Linked DNA regions of Mus musculus: all the other regions are linked to region 1. The links are chromatin contacts, called in public Hi-C and promoter capture Hi-C maps. All regions are on one chromosome and are shown on one strand. Each heading gives the region's core, a stretch centred on a gene start, on an enhancer-like site or on the middle of the called end of the contact. The rest is flanking DNA. Distances are from core to core; before and after follow the strand shown. Region 1 holds the start of Fam160a2 (family with sequence similarity 160, member A2). Region 2 holds the start of Lyrm1 (LYR motif containing 1). Region 3 holds the start of Knop1 (lysine rich nucleolar protein 1).

Region 1 (3,079 bases), core at 368-2,867:
CCTCAGCTCTGGAAATTTGTGAGTATGCCCTTGAGTGGTGTGTGTGTGTGTGTGTGTGTGCTTGTGGAGGCCTGAGACTGATGGAAGGAATCACACTTGTTTGTTCTTCCATCTGATTTAATGAGACAGGTTCTCTCAATAAAACAGAGTCACCTTTCAAGGACAGATCCCGGTGGATCACAACACCCACCCGGTATTTATGTAGATTCTGGGGAATTTGAACTCTGGCTGTCACGTTTGCTCAGCCAGTGCTTTAACCAGGATGGTATCTCTCTGGTTCCCTTTGATGGTTTTTAATTTATACAGGATGTCAATATTTAATCCTTTCCCTTCCCTTTACCCAAGTCTCAAACCCTTCCCAGTGTCCACAAACTCCCTTTTCTACATCCTTTTGATCCTATTTTGGGCTTTGCTTTTGAATGACCATTTGCAAAGGTGCCCTGTCCACCTGACTATGTATAAAATTCCAAGACTATAATATAAACTAACACGGTCAACTAGTCCCGCAGTATTATATATTCCGTTTTCATTCTCATCTGATCTTTGCTTTGCATGCTCCCAGCTCCAGGTGTTCTCCGGGTCTTGACCATTCTGCCTTGCCTTGGGATAGCTAATTCTTTAGGGTGAAATTTTTATTTCTTTCTTCTTTATGGATACTTTTAATTTGAACCAGTTTTAGAATCACAGAAAAGTCACAAAAACAACACACAAAGCTGTAAACTCCTTACCCATGCCCCCCTGTCATCCATCATATTATGTAATCACAGAATGATCACAATCAGGTAACACTGATAGAATCAACTACAGATTTTATCGGAAACTGCTAATTCTCTTAGTGTTTCTCACTCTTGTTTCAGCCAGCATTTCTCCCTGAAGCCATCTCTCAGCTCTTTCATCCTCTATGAACAGGGATCATGCTAAGTGCTGCTTCTAGACGCTTTTCCTTTCGCAGCCCTAAGACTGAGACAGGTTCTAACGGATCAGGAATCCAGGCTGTCATGTAGGAACTTATTCCACGTTCTACGAGGTCACGGAAGCTTCGGGAGAGCTAGGAAGAGGCGGTCTTCACGGGTAGGAAGGTAGAATCCAACCGGCGTGCATAAGTCTGGTGGAAACAAACTAGCTTGGTAGCAAACAGCCTGGTCTAGGAGAGCTTTCTACAGCCCTGCCCACAGACTGGCCCTTGGCCTATCCTTTAGGAAAAGCCCTGCCCACTTGACGCTATAAGCACCGCCCAGGGCCTGTGTTCCCGCCCCCTCGTCCTCGCCCTCTATCTCTCCCAGTGCCTTCCAAAGCCTACTCTTTCCTAGCCTCAGAAGCTTGTCCCTCCCTTAGAGCAGCCTTCTGCCCTCCGGTTCGAATTTCTCTCCTCTGTCCCCGCCTCTTCTCAGTCGTCCCCTATAAAACGCCAGAATCCTCAGAAGGGCGGAGTCTGCGGGTCGAGGGGGCGGGGCCTGAGAGTGTGGAGCCGCTCCTTTCTTGGAATGCGGACGGAGACCCCGCCCCTGCGCTCGGCCGTTGCCAGGAAACGGGCGTCGACGCTCTGGCTGGGGCCTGGCCGGACCAATGAGCTGGCACGCCGCTGCCCAGCCGTGCGTCACTGGGCGGTTGCGTGAGGTGCGCGGGGGCGCGGGCTGCGTGTGGCGCGGGGCGGGGCGCGGCTGGTTCGCCTGAGGAGCGATGGCGGCGGCCTGAACTCACCTAGCCCGGCCGCCGACAGGCCCGGGCAGGGCGGCGTGGTGCAAGTGAAAGAGACGCGTGGGCCGCGGCGCGCGCAGAGGCGCAAGGTGCCGAGGGGATTCGGGATGACGGCACCGGGTTTGGAATTGAAGGGACAGGGTGAAGGGTTGGCAGGTGGTGAGGGGCTGCGAACATCTGAGGTAGGGGGGCAGGGGACAGCCTAGGTGCTGTGCACCAGGAAGAAGCCCGCTGGAGGGGATCCTGGGCCCAGCTCCGAAGGGCCCAGTTGAAGGAACTCATAACCACCGTTTGCAAAGGGTGTGGGTTCGCTGAGCTTGGAAAGGTGAGGGACGTCCTGGGACAAGAGTTGAGGGGGTAAGGCCTGTGCGGGGATGGGGAGCGTTAAAGGCCAAGGCGGGAACCAGCGGGGGATGGCTGTGCCTTGGTGTAGCAGTTGAAAGCAGGGCAGAGGAGGAAAGGGGCTTGAGGGTTATGAGACTTGCATGAGAGCTGAGGTTGGTTGTGGGGCCTCCTTGGATGCCCTGTCCAGGGAGAGCAATAGTTTACGATCAAGTAAAGTACAGGCGCAAGTGTTGTGCACTTGGCCGCCCTGTGCCCATAGATATGTTAGAGAGTGAGAGAGGAGGAAAAAAAAAAAAACCCCAGAACCACAATAACAAACCCCAAACACCACACACAAAACAGCATCATAAGCAACAGTAACTGTGATAAGGAAAATGTTTGAGGTTTAGTCATCTACAGAGTAATAATGGAACCACAGTTTCCTCAGGTTCTGCTTTTGTAAGGCAGACTTTAAAATGAGGCCATCAGGAAGTTTGTTTTTGTGTTTTGAGAGGTGGAGAGAGAGAACTACCCATATTTTCTCTCTGCCTGCTTCTGGGCACCCTTACTACATTCCTCCTTCCCTGTTGCTGTCATCTGTATTGGACGAGCAGTTGCTTTCATGGAAGTCACATGGCTTGTTATATGCAGCACTGTGTTTAGGTTTGCTCTTCTTAGGAGTTTGAAAAGCAGGAACAAAAAACCCATGACTTTGTGGAAGCAAATTTTTGTACAGTAAATGCTTATACTTTAAGTGTACATGTTTTGACATATGTGCATATTTGTGAAATCAAGATGCCAAACACTTAGACCACCTGAAAAGTTTTCTCTATTTTACAGCTCATATTTCCCTCTGTATCCTATAATTAAGTTCATTTTATTTGTATTTTATAAGTCCATCTCCTTATCCACACAGACATGAATTTGGGGAAGTTAGTCTCACTAGTGATATGATCCATTCTCTGGATCTTCTCTCTGATCTGACAGTCGGCTATGTAGTTGAGGTGTCTTGAACCTCCTTTAACCATAACAGTATTTAGGTCTTTCTATGAAGACT
Region 2 (3,079 bases), core at 286-2,785, about 14 Mb before region 1:
ACTCTCACTGATTGTGAGGGTGGATACTATTGTTTAACGATATTAAGGGGGACTCCTTATTTTTGAGGTGTTCTTATTGAGCTTCCTACTGGCTTGTACCCTTCTTGGTGGTCTCTAAATGTGAGATCTAAAGAATTTGGGGCTCTTTCTCATCTACTACCTATTCCAGGGTCTAGGAATAAACCCCACATTTATTATCTCCAACCATGACTTGTCTTCCAGCTTGTCCGTCTCATTTCTGGACATCTTCATGGGCTGTAAAATGACTCTGGACATACGTTCCAGAGAGCATAGGAGATTCCTTCCCAAACTGTTTTCTCTAGAGAAACATCTTTGGTTTCACATTCTCCCATACATTTCGTATCCAGTTCAGCATTCAGTCTGGAATGCTCAAGCTCCCAAATACATTATGAATCAATTCTCTTAATTTCCATGTTTCCACCACTGTCATCTCTCATGGCCTTAGCAACAGCCCTTTAACTACCTTCTTTTATCCAGCAGCAATTTTTTTAAATGTAAATTAAGGTTTGGTCATTCATTACACTTCAGGGAAGTAATACAAAGGCCAAAACCTTGCTATTTCTGCAACTCCAAGACTTCTTTCTCGTCTGCCTTTTGTTTAAAATGTTACCCACAAGGCAGTTCCTTCTCCCATTCTCTTTTCCTCTTAAACCTGGAAGAGGCCTTCTCACCACACCATTCAGCTTCTGGGGCAGCTGCTATTCTCTGCATTCATTTACTTATTAATGAAAAGTTCAGAAACAAGACTTCCTTCATTTTGTCATTTGCTCATCTTAGTAATGAAACTAGCCTTCATCATCACCTGAAGTCTGATTCCTACATCCGGGATCGTTTGGGTGGCCTTTCTCAAGGCCAGCACCTCTCCAGCCTCCTACAACTGCCCCGTCGCCTTCCATTTATAATCGAAAAGTCTGAAGGGTCCCAGGCAGGATCTCTCCCACGTGCCAGTTCCCTTAGGCAGGTCTCCCGAGGCCAGCAGCGATGACACCAGTCGCCCTCGCGAGGCTGGGGTCATACAGGCGCGTCTCCTAGCAACCCCACACCGGCATCTCATCCCTGGCCCTGGGAAGCCAACCCCTTTCCCCAGTCCCCCGCGACTGGAGCCGGCGTCTCCATCCTTACACTCACTCAGCGTCACTCCTGCTTTTCCCCACCCACAGGAGCCGGCTGGGAAGAGGCGGTGCCAGGAGCTCTGCCGAGCCTTGGCCACACCGGGCTGTATCCAGCAGGTCCAGTAGGCCAGGCCGGGCCAAACCACCGGGCGGACCGCTGTGTTAGCATGAGGCCCAGGTTAGAGGTCGTCTCAAACCTCCTGAAACTTCCAGATTTAGCCGACTCCCCGCCGCACTCAACAACTGAGCTAACCTCCCTCTCCTCCAGCCTTCCCTTTCACCCTTTCGTTATCCCCTTGCCCCATTTCTAGTCAGAAAATGGCCTGGCCCAGCTCCTAGCCCACCCTCCGCCGCTCCCCGCCTTGCCCTTACTTGGAGACGGCTTCGGACGTCCTCGCGTACGTCGTGACGTCACCCTCCTCGTTCCTGTCCCCGCCCCTCTCCCATTCTCTCCCTCCTCGAGCCAGCGGCCGGCGGGGTTACCGGAAGTGATGATGCAGGAGGCAATGGAGGGGGCGGGGCTTCGGGGCGGCCGCCGCCGGTGGGCTGCAGATGAGGAGGAGGCGGCGGCCGCGGTGGCAGAAAAGGCGGCGGCGGCGGGGGTAGGGAGCCTGGAAACGCAAGCGGGGATGGTAGGTAGTTTGGACCCGCCGGGCCGCCGTCGTTTCCAGAAAGGGTTTGACTGGAGGAACCTCTGGAGCAGCTGTGAGTTTGGAGGGGGGGAGTTGAGGAAAAGGGGGGAGCGTTGAGAGATGAAGGGGCGGGGGTTCGGTTCCTTCGAGAAAGGGGGTGGTGGTGGAAAGGGAGGAGTGCATATCAGCGCCTTGTCTGGACTGGTCCCTCTGGAAGAAGAGGCTGTGAGGGGAGCCTGTGGCTTGTCAAGCGCAAGGCTCCGAAAACTTACCTACTGTCCCTGCCTGTCCATCGCCAGCACCCCTCAATCCCGGGCCTGGGGACCTGGGGCTGTAGATCCCCGGGGAGGGTCTGCAGACTCTGAGCTGAAAGTCCAGGGTAAGAGCCGTGAGGTAGGAGCCCAAGGGGGAGGTGGTGGGTGAATCTGCAGCTCCCTCCCTGATTTTTCTCCCCACCCCCATCCTTTTCTGTAATCGTTAACAGCTCTGGAATTAAGGGGCTCAGACCTGAAGGCCTTTCAGTGCACCTTTGCTATAAACGATAACCATCTGTGCCTGAGGTAATGGGGCTGGAGGGTTTGCCTATATCCTGTTTAGGAAGTGGGACGGGATGACAAATGTATTGTTTTTTCCATCCCCATCTCTTATCTCCCCTCATACACACCTCTGTTTCATACTTTAATTCTCTGTGGTTAAGTGGCAGTCGTGGACACCCTCTCCCCTTTGTGGCACTTAGTACCTCAGCTACCTCTTTTGAATTTGGTGTTCAGCCTCTATCCCAGCTCCTAACTGCAAGCTTTGTAGTACTTCAGTTATGGTCTGTGTCACATTGGGGAGTACCTCACAACGCCGCCTGGCTCCCGATTATAATGAACATTTTCTTTTATGAATACTAGAATTCCAGAGCTCTTCCAAGGCATCATAAGTGGCTTCATAGCCCAGGAATCAAGGTCTCTCGCTCTAAATACTTTATATGTGAGGAATTTACATGTTGTCAACTCTTTCCAAAAATGATTTGATGTTAGGCTAATTCTGGATTTCTGTGTTTCTCTCCACCCACACTTCATGATGCACTTCAGAGAACAGAAAACCCTATATTACTGTTTTTGTTTCTACAGTTGGACAATAGCTCTTTTATGCCTGTCTCGATTTGTATGTCTTACAATCAGCTTGATTTTTTTATCTTATTTAGCCGATGCCTTGTGTATAGGTGGTCGTAGAAGAGACAGTGTGATATGTGCTTATGCTTTTAGCAAAACACAGTGCATAATGGGTATAGAAATGTCTGAAAAAAAAGAAAGACTGATTGGAAAG
Region 3 (3,079 bases), core at 425-2,924, about 13 Mb before region 1:
CCATTGCTCAACAGCTATTATTTTGTAAGTGACATCAATTCCCTTGCTTTTCAGAGAGCACTAAAACCCTTTGTCCTTGCTTTTATCCAGGTATAACACACCCCACAGAAACTGATTCCACAAGAAAAGACAAAAAAAAGTATCAATATTTATGACCATGTATTGAGCCTTTCAAAGTCCAGAGCATCTTCTCATTATCTCACTTGGTTCCCACTACAGCCCTGTGAGGTAGGAATTATCCCCCTCAAAGAGCACCTTCCCCAGTACTACTTGTGATATTACCAATTTGACGGGGCAGCAACACTGCTGTGGGCTAGTGGTCCTGGACTGAATAAAAGGAAGGAAGTGAGTTGAGCCCCAGAATCCATCTCTGTTTCTTAGTTGTGGATGCAAACGGGACCGGCTGCCAGGAGCCCCCACTGGGATGATGTACCATATCCTCAAACTGTGAGCCCAAATAAGTCTCTGAGTTGCTTTTGTCAGATATTTTTCACAGCAATAAGAAAAGTATCAAACTATACAATAAACTGTACTATGAAGATCTATTGGCTTGGAAAAGTGAATCCTCTGGGTGAAAGACAGTAAGTATATAGACACCTGAATATTGCTGCAGATAGTTCCTCGGGTAAGGACCCTAAGGGTAGAACTTACAAGAACATCAGGGTGAAACCTTTTCTCTAAAGCAAAGGTTACAGGGAAGGAGTAATGCAAGCCCTGTGGTCTGGGAGGACTGACTGACTCTTCTCTTCTTCCTCTGAACTCACCACTTCTTCCAAGTCACCATTTTTCCCTCTATACACTGACAAATTCACTGTTTCCATTCACGAAACATTTACTGACCTGGAACTATTCCATAAATATTGCTATTTAAATTTATCAAAATTAAGTAAAATAAGAAATTTGGTTCTTCTAGTCTGCCAGTCCCAAATTACACCCCAAACCCATTTAACAGCACAGATTATTGAACGTTCTATTAGTGTTGTATTGGACAGCCAATGCCACAAGAATGAAAATCTTTCAGTAGCTGGAAGGCTGAGGCAGGAGGATACTCAGCTGGAAGCCAGTCTGTAGTCCAAAAAGGCGAGAGAAAAGGGAGAAGGGATAGACAGCGGACTTATTATGAATGAATCTGTGTCTCTTGCCTTTGAGATCTGGAGGCTTTGGAATGAAGGAAAACTAACACTCTTCCTGTAACCTAGGATCTGTGACTACGTGGTTCTACCTCCTAACACCACGACATAGGTACCATTGTTATGCCCGCTGTACGACTATTACAAGACCCCATGACCAAGGTTCGTGGGCTACAAAGGAACAAGTGATCTAGCCTGCTTGTGGGGCTTCAGAAAGGCTTTGGGGCAAGTGGAGATCAAAATCTATTTGTCCACACCAAAATACTTCCTGAGTATCACCGGAGCCTGTCTACAGAGTTCATTCATTCCCTGCTTCCTCGGGCGATCTGCGGGCGGTCCGGGTCTCTACCCTGAAGCTTCACACTACGCAACTCTCTGACCGGGTTTCCTTCTGCGAGCCTGTTGCCTGAGGTCGCACCGGAATCCAAGACATACGCCAACCTCTTTCTCCGCGTGTGGGCCTAAGGCTCGGCTCCTCCGCCCGCGCGCGTCACCCGCCTGGCGCACAGAGGCTTGGAACGCGCGTCCCGGCGGGTCCCGCCCGCGTCCCGCCCGGCCCGACCAGCGGCGGGGCGCCTACCCTCGCAGATCTGATCCCATAGGCTCTTCCCCGGCGGCTCGACGACCTGCGGGGGTGACACGAGCACTTCGGGAGACCCGGGCGACACTGCGGGCACCGGCGTGCGCGTAGTGATCGGCGAATCCGCGGAGCCGCTCGCCTCCTCACGCAGCACGCTGCGGCTGGATACAAGTCTCGGCGCCGCCATGGACGCGGTTTCTACAGCAACCCAGGGCACCGGGAGGCCGCGACCCGGAAGGAGAAGGATTTCGAGGGGGCGGGCCAGAAAGTCGAAGCTGACTTCCGGATCGCGGCTGCGCGGCTGCTCACGCGGGGACGCTTGGCCTGCTAGCGAACCAGGTGAGTGCGGGTGGTTTGTGCGGGGCCCCGAGGAAGGTGCTGCACGCTGGGGGAGAGGAAAACAAAGATAAGTCACCCCCAACTCGCCTGCAGCCCTCGGTTTCTCTCCAAGCCGTCCCGCCTTGGAGTAGGCATGGGGATGATCCTGGCTAGCAAGCAGCCTGCGGTTGGTGAGGGCAGCACACGCTCCTCTGGCTCGAGTCCGTGTTTTGCACCTTGTTGACTTTGAGACCTAGTGAGTTACAGTCTCCGAGGCCTGTGAGGCTTATTGGTCACACTAACCCTATCCACTGCTGCCGCGGGAATTTAAGAGTGCCTTCACACTGGGCATAGTGGCCCACGTCTATAACCCCGGCACGCGGGATGCAGATCAGCCCTAGCGACGTAGTCAAACTTTGTCTCAAAAACAAGGCGCTTTTGAAGAAAGCTTGTGTTTGCAGGTGATGCAGTGTAGGTTCGGTTCCACTTCTCGCGAGTGAAGTACAGTTAAAGGGATGGAAAAGAGTATGTTGCTGTTGGCTGAGTGGCAAAACAAAGAAGTGGGTTAAGCTGACGCCTGGGACCTTTTTGTCCGGGTTATTTTTCGTGATCACTGGCCCTAATCCTGTAGAATCATCATGGTCTTACTTGATACTGGCCTGTCGGGACTTGTATCTTTCTCTCCTTTGTGAGTCCCCTTCCTATGTCCTCTAAAAGTCAGTATGTCTTGAGGCCCAGTTATGTTTTCTTGTTAATTATCATCCCTGAAGTCCTGTTTATGTCGTCTCTGTTGGCGAGAGTGACTTCCTTGCCTCAGCCCTACAGTACACATGCTGAGTGAGTTATATCAAGGCAGCTGTTTCATCCAGCTGCCCAGTCACCCTCCACTTCTGCCTCAAGGGTTGACTCTACCATCCTATTGGTCAAACTGGAAAACCATGTTCAATATTATGGAGTTGAGAAAAATGCCACCATAATATTGGTGTATAAGATTATACATGTCTGTGGGGGCATCTTCTTTCTTTCTTTCTTTCTTTCTTTTTTTTTTTTT

What was found. Promoter capture Hi-C pulls out the DNA fragments that hold promoters and counts their contacts. Hi-C and Micro-C count contacts between places; a contact is called where the count stands out from the background.
Region 2: a contact with region 1 is called in a promoter capture Hi-C map of pre-B cells. The contact joins the promoter of Lyrm1 here to the promoter of Fam160a2 in region 1. A contact is called at or near these places in 3 of 39 promoter capture datasets (cranial neural crest, pre-B cells and second pharyngeal arch cranial neural crest).
Region 3: a contact with region 1 is called in a Hi-C map of B cells, with 5 read pairs. The contact joins the promoter of Knop1 here to the promoter of Fam160a2 in region 1. A contact is called at or near these places in 1 of 39 promoter capture datasets (cranial neural crest) and 1 of 484 Hi-C or Micro-C datasets (B cells).

The regions. Positions count from the first base shown.
Region 1 is chr7:105,398,592-105,401,670 of GRCm38.p6, reverse strand. It overlaps Fam160a2 (family with sequence similarity 160, member A2), which reads left to right and starts at 1,617. Exons shown (of 12, transcript NM_199009.3): 1 at 1,617-1,787. It also overlaps a transcript of Cnga4 not described here.
Region 2 is chr7:119,894,317-119,897,395 of GRCm38.p6, reverse strand. Lyrm1 (LYR motif containing 1) reads right to left here and starts at 1,535. Exons shown (of 4, transcript NM_001285959.1): 1 at 1,506-1,535. It overlaps Dcun1d3 (DCN1, defective in cullin neddylation 1, domain containing 3 (S. cerevisiae)), which reads left to right and starts at 1,651. Exons shown (of 3, transcript NM_001163703.1): 1 at 1,651-1,838.
Region 3 is chr7:118,854,593-118,857,671 of GRCm38.p6, reverse strand. It overlaps Knop1 (lysine rich nucleolar protein 1), which reads left to right and starts at 1,674. Exons shown (of 5, transcript NM_023197.3): 1 at 1,674-2,049. The coding sequence starts at 1,896. It overlaps Iqck (IQ motif containing K), which reads right to left and starts at 1,920. Exons shown (of 9, transcript NM_001374605.1): 1 at 1,711-1,920. The coding sequence starts at 1,897.